Regions from separate parts of the Mus musculus genome. Here region 1 is linked to region 2. A link is a contact called in public Hi-C data. All regions are on one chromosome and are shown on one strand. Each heading gives the region's core, a stretch centred on a gene start, on an enhancer-like site or on the middle of the called end of the contact. The rest is flanking DNA. Distances are from core to core; before and after follow the strand shown. Region 1 overlaps Gm27166 (a long non-coding RNA gene). Region 2 has its middle 33 kb from the start of Gm27162.

Evidence for each region. A called contact is a pair of places that touch in the nucleus more often than the background predicts.
Region 1: a contact with region 2 is called in a Hi-C map of CD4 T cells, with 2.3 times the contacts expected there. The contact joins two enhancer-like sites. A contact is called at or near these places in 1 of 15 datasets of contacts at CTCF or cohesin (pro-B cells) and 8 of 484 Hi-C or Micro-C datasets (B cells, the C10 cell line, CD4 T cells and 3 more).

The regions. Positions count from the first base shown.
Region 1 is chr9:33,079,438-33,083,928 of GRCm38.p6, forward strand. The region is part of intron 1 of Gm27166 (a long non-coding RNA gene); the gene reads left to right. Among named protein-coding and RNA genes, the nearest start is that of Gm27166, 50 kb to the left of the region's middle. Within about 2 kb of position 1,419, at least 29 of the 459 cell types and tissues checked have an H3K27ac peak or open chromatin away from gene starts, as enhancers often do.
Region 2 is chr9:32,959,878-32,964,223 of GRCm38.p6, forward strand. No RefSeq gene overlaps it. Among named protein-coding and RNA genes, the nearest start is that of Gm27162, 33 kb to the left of the region's middle. Within about 2 kb of position 3,029, at least 16 of the 459 cell types and tissues checked have an H3K27ac peak or open chromatin away from gene starts, as enhancers often do.

The sequences.
Region 1 (4,491 bases), core at 169-2,668, 120 kb after region 2:
AATGGAGGGTGGTGGGTGGAGGAGCACCCTCTTAGAGGCAAAGAGGAGGGGGGATGAAATTGGGACGTTGAGGAGGGGAGACCGAGAAGGGGGACAACATTTGAAATATAAATAAATAAACAACCAATAAAAATGATGAAATTGTAAAAAAAATTGATGGAGGACATAGGAGGGTAGGTAAGGTATTAGAAGGGAGTGGTTGGATTCTATCAAAACGAGTTGTCTGTATGTATGAGTATCAATTAAAATATATATTTTAAACTTTATGGTTCAGCCCAAATTCTAGAATTGAATTCTGTAATTAGATTTAGAATCAAATACATGACTTTGACTTTGATTACTTTTGAACAATTACTAAAAATTTTTTTTCTAACCCTCTTAATTTTATTTGTAAAAAGCAGCTACAAAGATTTTAAAAGAAAATGAAGCACACATTGCTATTACAGAAGGAAAAGTTTCCAGATGAACTAGATATTAGCTACTTTTCAGGACCCTTCATGATCTGAGATTATACACAGATGTGACTTTCAGCCAGAATAATCAATTTGGGATTATTGGCGGCTGAGACATTGTGCCCATGAAAGAGGTTGGTTTTCTTCACTTCGCTGAGCTCTCACTGTGATGATAATGGAGAAGTCTTGTCCCTGGGTACTTAGCTCTGACCTTCAGAGCTGGTTCAAGAACGAAGTTGGGGATCGGCCTGTCTCCCTTTTGCATTTGGCACCACATTAAATCCATATCTGATCTTCAGGAAACAATGCACGCTGGAGAATGTGCTTGGCTTTGCCATCGATGGCAGCAGGGACTTTGAATCGTTCTTGAAAGCAATTCAACCACAAGGACACAATGAGGCTTTTCAGTTTTCCTACAGCTTTCCTCAAAATGTGTCTGGAAGCTTAGCTGTGGTTAAAGAATGCCCATTTAGATGTTCAATAACTCTGAGCAAAGGGCTCTGGCTTTCTGAAGGTGTAGTCTCAAAGCTGCAGTTAAAGCTGTGGGCATGACTCAGCTTCCGGTCACATCAGCACAGGTTAACGCTTGTAGCTGCTTGTGAAGTTGCTTTCTCAGGGTTTTGCTCACTCCTTAGGTTTTGCCAGAAGCTTATCTGATTTTGTTTGTTTGTTTGTTTTGTTTTCGTTCTGTTCTCAGGTGACACTGCTGCACAGGTCAGCAGATGGCACTACTGAATGGAGGTGGCAGAGAGGCTTCATAAAAGGGTTTTTCCCTTCCTCCTCATACCAGGAATGTGCTGTCTTTGCATAATGAACTGGGAAGAGTTTGCTATAACGGTAGATCCACTTTGAGTACTGAGAAGAGCTCTAAAATTAAGCTCATTTCTACTCTCCCCTTCTCCGTCTATCCCCCTTCACTCTGCCTACTAGAATTTCACGCTAAGCACAATTCTTCCAGAAATTTGAGACTAGGATGAGGCTTTAGTCACCATTCTCAGTCTCAGAGTGCCACCTTTTGGAACACACTCTCCACTCTCCGTTGTTTCCTAAAAGGGAGTTCCAGACAGCTGGTTCCTGGGGTGAATTTTCACAATTGCACTTCCTTGGTTATGGTTTGACATAATTTCCCTAGAGAGTTAAGGCTTAGGGTATGATAATATACCTTGAATCTGCAGAGCATTAAAGGGGAGGATATTGTCAGATATACGATCTAACCACGGACACAGGCCAGACGCAGTCCTTACTAAAGGAGAGGGCCTGCTTGTCCTGGTCCACCTTTCCCTGGTTTGCTTCTGCTGTGATCTATCAACGCCTTCCTTCCCCCTTCCTTATGCACAATGCTCAGTTAATATCTTCCTTTAGCCTTGCAGACAGGAGCTCACTTATGGCCATATATTCCAGGTGACAACAGTGTCTTTTCAGAGGAGCACAAACAGGAACGCCACAGAAGAGCTTCGGGCTCTTTTGCAAGACAGCTTCACTGACAAATTTCTCCCAGTGTGGAGCAGGCTGGAGGGCCTCTTTAATAAATGGGGTCAACTTTGATTGTTTGTTTCATTGATGATTTGAAATATATTTCTGGCATTAACTAAAAGCAGATGGCTGAAATATAAAAAAGAAAAACCTATCTAGGTGGAACTGTTGGAGGGAACGTTATAATGGCTGGGAATAAGGAGATAGGGCTTTGTGGTTGGAAATTCTGCTTAAAGGGAAGATCTTCTAAGTGGTCTCCAGTCAGGCTTGCTATGTGCCAGGGCTTCTGAATTCCAGTTCAGGCTGGTGATGTGACTGCATCTACACTGTCCTGCTGCCCGTCCATTCACTGGTGCACTGCTCTCGCTAGTGATGTTTATGGCTGTAGTGAGTAAAAGCTACTGGTATGTTGTCCATTTTGCCTTTAACCAAAAATATTGGTCTGCTAGCAGCTCAGTTTAGATAGAAACACTGTTAGAGACAACCTGTGAGGCGAATGGTGGAGCAAGGCTCTGATACGGTTTTTGGGCTACATTTTAGGAATGACAATAGAATGATTTCTCTGGGTCCAGTTTTATTTATCCCTAAAAGCTATTCACTTTCTTCAATAGTAACCCTCCCACCTCGAATCACCTTACCTTCTTTATCTTAAGATAGTATGCTGTGGGAAAAAAGATGAAAAAATTCAAAATCATGATACACTTCTCTTGATGTAAGTTCTTAGTAAGTTCTGTTCTGTTCTTAGTAAGTTCTCAAGACTTTGCACAAACCTACGAAGGGGCACATGGCAGAAGCATGCCCTATCCCCACCCCTGTCAACAGCCTAGTCCAAGATGCTGTGAGTATGTAGCCACTACCCCATCCGTGGCTTCCCATTCTTCTGCTCTGTCCCCACACTATGGTTATGCAGCTTAAGAGAATTTTGAGCATGTTGCTTTCCTGGTTTGCAAAGACCCACACCCATTTCTAGACACCCACGAAGGTTCTGAACTCTTCTTCTGGATCAACTATGGCTGCAGGCCAGCTGCCCCTGTTCCAAACAGTCTCCTCACCACCCTCTCCCACCAGTTGCACTGCAATTTGTTTGAATTTCTCCAGCATTATTTCTTTCTGAATTACACCTCCTTCAGTTTTTGCCTATGGGACTTCTCTTTACCACTCAAGGTTCGATATAGAAATTTTCAGTCTTCATTCAATGCTGTGATTCAACATGGAGGAAGTCACAACCTCCCCTCCACTTTTATATCATTTTATTGGCCATTTTATTATATTATCTACCATAATTTGTATTAATTTTTTTTACTTATATAAGTCTCACATTGATCTTAACTGACTTGAAGACAGGAACCTTACTGACTTAATTTTGTTTGATAAAAGCAAAATTAGGCAATCATACTTAGTGTGTAATATATCATGAAGATTCCCTAAATATTTGATAACTGAACAAATAAATAATTGGAGTAGAACTAGGTATATCTGTTTTGTAGACCCTGTTAGGTCGACAAACCTCTATTGGGAAGTTTTGGAGAGTTAAACTCCCAGGTCCTGGACTTCTAGCATGCACAGTGAGTATAAAAGAATACATGATGTCTAAGGTCTCTTCAGGTTCATTAATTGTGTGGTTTGATTTCTTCTGTCCCCTGTATCCATGCATAAGAATCTTAATTATTTATCATTGTAGTGTTAGAAAGTGAGGCTTAGCATATGATGTTTGAGGTATGGGATGGGGTTTTCATCAATGGGTTAGTGCCTTTCTCATAGAAATGTGTTTTGATACAGTGAGAATTCAGCCCCTGTTTCTTTACATCATATGCGACTGCCGGTGCATCAGAAGCTAGTACATGGTTTTGAACTTTCCAACCCCTCAGAATCACAAACCAAGCTAATTTTTATTTTGTTTTGATGAGTTAACCCATCTCAGGTATTCTCTTAGAGCAATTAAAAATATAAATAAATAAATAAATAAATAAATAAATAAGCTCTTGCATACCTTTGTCCCGACAGGCTCCATGGGAACTTTCTAATCCATAAGGTTCCATGGATTAGTCATTAAAAAGTCTTCTAGATGTGGAAGTTCAAGATTACTGAAAATATTAACAAAGTGAGCTAAGTGATTTTTTTAGAGAGGAAATCTATAATCTTCTGACCACTTTGGACAGAGCAAAATATTAGATGCCTCTTGCCTTTGACCTGACATTTGTTAGTAGAAAAGCAAACGTTCAAGTGCGTATGCTGACACCAGACCACGTGATTCAGCTCTTTTTACAAACCATTCATATTCAGCAACAGACTGAATTCTACTGAGAGTAAGCACACACTTTTCAAAGAAATAAACAGAACATTTTCTTAGGCGATCTCACCAGAGGTCCACAAGGGCAGTAAGCTCCCAAGCTCCCAAGCTGCCAGCTGCTGTCACTTTGTCCTTGTCTCTACTCAATGCACATAGTTGAAAGGGACAAGAAGTCAAGGGAGGAGAAGAGAAGGGCAGAATCCTTAGTATACTGACCGTTTATCAACATTCTTCACATGGAATTGGCACACCAAACTTCGCATGGCAAGAGCAGAA
Region 2 (4,346 bases), core at 1,779-4,278:
AATCTCTGAAGTTGGGCAAATATTAGCTAAATGATGCAGGATTGTCTATGTCTGAAACACCAACCTCACTGCAAGTTCACTTTGAGATTTGTATTCATTCTTTTGGCTTGAGATACAGAGAGATCATTGATATAGTAAGAAAATGAACTTTAGAGAGAAATCACTATGCTCTGAATTATGACCCAGTTTAGTAGAATTAGCTTGGAAGATAATGACTGAATATATGTGAAGAAGAGAGCTTAGAGGTGGGAAGGGTGAGGGGGTGGGTTTGGACTCATGGGTGTGTGGATGTGGGTATGGGAGGTATGATTTTTAGAAGTTGTAATTATTAAACAGTATTGTTCTTGTTTTTAGGCTGCTATTACAAGACAGATCAACAAGAAGAAAAGACACAAAATCATTTGTTTTCTGTGACACTGGAGGCTTCAGAGGTGAAAAGATGAAGCAGTAGGGAATTCTATATGTTGTGTGTTGCGTGATGAAGAATGCAGGGACCAGATGCAATACAACCAAGTACAAACGGGCAAGAGCTAGCAGTAATGAAACTGGGACCCTAGCAAGTCCTGTTTGTTCTGATTCTTCCTGTGTCCTTGTGTCTTCAGAGATAAGGGTGTTCATTTTATCTTGGTACTGGGAGGGAACCAATGAATAAGGGGGTCACACTCTGCTTCAGTTGGAAGGGCGAGGGGAAGCTGAGAGCAATCTAGTGCTGTTTTCACAAATACCAGGGTGGCCTATTGTATTTTGGGTGTCATGTGCTAATGCTACCTGAGTATAGGTTGCCTACTTGGCATCTGTGAAATCTGCAGAACCCGTGCTCCCTTACAACAGTGAGGGACACCCAACAGCACCTGCTAGTTCACCATCACTTAGACGGTGAGGTGGTAAGAATGTAATCCTTCCTCTTTATTCTCAGCCCAGAGGGTTTCTTTTTTTAATCCAAGGTCACCAGAATTTTCTGTCCTTCTGGGGAATGCTCTGTGATGTAAACCTTCCGTGCTCAAAACCACTGTTCATTGTGAACAATGACATCATTTTCATTTCCTTATTGTGTCAAAACACAAAGGCAACCAGAAAGCTTTCTTGTTGTCAATAGAAGTGGTCTCTTCATAGAACTTGGAAGGGGCCCGAGTAGGGTATGAGACCTTTGAAGACAATTTGCAAAGCTACCTTGGTAAATACAGATTTAGACTGAGTGAATTCTGAGGTGTTCATTAGAACGTGTTTGCTTACATTTAAGTCTATTTAGTCTGTTGTAATAGGGTTTTTTGTTTGTTTGTTTGTTTGTTTTTGATAAACACCAGAAGTTCATTGCTCATAGTTGCAGAAGGTTAGGAAGTTCAAGATGAAGGTGCTGGAAGATTCAAGGTCCTCTGAGGGTTGGTTCTCATAGGTAGTGCTATCTACGTTATCCAGCAGGGGGATGAACACACTTCTTTAGGTCTGCTTCATAAGTCTATCAATCCCAGTGATGATGGTGGAGCCTTCCTGACTTAATCTCTCCCAGTGTTTCATGTCCTAATATTAACACACTGGGGAGTGGACTTCAAATGTGTATATGGATGTGACGTGTAGATTGTAGCAAATACGGTCATTTGGTTCTTTTCCTTTTTCTGAGGGTGACTCTTCTTTGAATGGATAAAGAGTTAATTTTCACAGATCATCTAAGATATCTGAAAATATTTCTTTCAAACCACAAAGGAAAATGACAGCCATATACAGTCATTTTAATGTTCCTGTTCTTTTGGTTTTGTTTTCTTGTGATGGCATCTCCTGTGTAGCCCAGGCTGCCTGCAAACTTGTAGTTCTTTGTCCTCTGGAGGCATGCAAAGCTGTGCCTAGTTAAGGAGCGTTTGTTTTCCCCTTTTGCATTGCCGACTTGCACTGGTTGACTTTTGGGTATATGCCCCATAAAGGAAAAGGTTACCATTTTAGCTCTGGCTTTTCATTTCTGAAAGAACTTTCAGATAAAAATAATTCTGTGTCTGTGAGAATTGTTGAAGGACGTGGGAATCTTCTGGAGATCCTTACTTTGTAGGGCGTCAAGAACATCCTGATGTTACAGTTTGACACTCTCATTGCTATCACACAGCTGTGCCAGAAAAGAACCAGAAGCCCATGCTTGATTGGACTGAGTGTCTACGGTTTTGGTATAAAAGATCTAGGAACTCATTATAGAAAGGAGAAACCAACTACAGGGCAAGAAAATACAAGGCAAGCCTATAGCCCTCCCCACGGACCCTCCTATCACTCAGAGAGGGAGATGGAGAGGGAGAGGGGGAGGCAGAGGGAGAGGGGGAGGGAGGAGGTTGCACTGTATAGCTACATTCTGGTGTTTCTATTTTAAAGGCATTTTGGACATTTTAAAAAAAACTATAGCACATATAGAACCATGTCATTGTTACAGATCTACAGTAATATCAGTGGGCATTCATATCATAGATTCAGTGATATATTCAGCCAGCCTTGTCCATGGAATCTATTTTATTTTATCATTCTCAATTATTCTTCTTCTCAATCATCAAAAACTGAGCAGCAAAAAGGCTGAGCAAGAGCTTGCTGTTCCATCAGGGTGACCTGAGTTCAATCCCTAGAACCTATGGAAAGGTGAAAGGAAAGGACCAACTTAACAAAATTACCCCATGACCTCCACATATGTGTCAAGGCATGTGTGCCCCCTCACAATAATAATAAAAACTGAAAAATACATCAATAAATCTGTTTTTAGGAGCCTTCACCAACTGAAGTATGTTTTGAACAATCACAAAACCGCAATCAAAAGCAATATTCCTTTTTAACCCTTTCTTGGTGAGAACTGGATTACAGAAGAAATTCAATAGAACAGTTGAACCCTTTGTTCCGAAAACAAATTTCATGTTCTTATTTTAAATGAGATCAACTTGTAGACAGGAGAAAGATCTGATAGCTTTCTTCCTGTTAAAAAAAAATAAGTCTCTTTCAGCATTGAAAAGCAGAAGTAATGAGTTTCTAAGCAGCTAAGATCCTGTTTACATGCAAATATCAGCAGTGACAAGAAGAGACACGGTACAAGAATTACGCAGGAAATTTGGTGTAAAACAGAATTCCCTGTAATCAAATCTTTGGGGTGGCTTTGTAATGGTTTGGCTTTCCACAACAAGTCAACAGTTATATATGTTGACACCATCTGAATGGCTCTGCCCCAGAGTGAACCCTGACTTCAGTAGATGCCATCTGTCTAGGAAGGAAGAATCTTCTCACAAAACAAAGGCCGAGAAGGTGTTTGCGTATGTATGCTTATCTCTTCAGAGGACCTGCATATAAATTTCAGATCTGTGATATTTAGGCCTTTGTCATTAACTCTCAAAAAACCCAGGGAATATTGGAATGTAAATATTTCTACTATTAGTCTGTGAACCCTTTAATATATATTGCTCTGTTATTTTTTTTTAAGATTTATTTATTTATTTATTTATTTATTTATTTATTTATTTATTATATGTAAGTACACTGTAGCTGTCCTCAGACACTCCAGAAGAGGGAGTCAGATCTCGTTACGTATGGTTGTGAGCCACCATGTGGTTGCTGGGATTTGAACTCCTGACCTTCAGAAGAGCAGTCAGGTGCTCTTACCCACTGAGCCATCTCACCAGCCAGCTCTGTTATTTTTAGAATTAACTTTAAACCTTGCAATGTAGTGAATAGACGCTACTCTCTCTTATCCAAAGCGTCATAGTTTGAATGAGAGATGTCTTTGAATACTCGGTCTTCAGTTAGTGATGCTGCTTGGGCAAACTATAGAACTTTTATGGGGTGAAGCCTTGCTGGAGAAAAAACGACATTGGAAGTTGGAAGGGGGAGGGGGAGAGCTTTATTAAGATTATTAGATTATTAACTTATTCTACTTCCTGTTCTCTTTCTTTCTCTATCTGGAACAAATATGGTCTGCCAGGTTCCTGCTCTGACTAGCATGCCATGTCTTCCCCACCCTCTGGAACTTCTTCCCCAAGAGCCTTCTGGAACTGTCAGCCAACATAAACTCCTCCTTACGTTGATTTTGGTTGGGCTATTTTATCACAACAGAAAACAAAATAATATATTCAGAATTTTTTCCAAAGACTCTTCTTTAGAACAATTTTACAGCAATCCTGGAAGGTTAGAAGACATAGACAATGGATCTATGCTGGAAGAGACAAGTCAATAACTTGAGCTATGATTGGGTCTCTTTATCAGTGGAGTGTTTACTTCTTATATTCTGTGTGGGGGGGTGTCGTTCATAGACCACAAACAGAAAGATAAACAAACAGACAAACTGCTCCTGTGTCCCCACCCTTAACAGTTTAATTTGGTTCAAATATTTTGTTAGG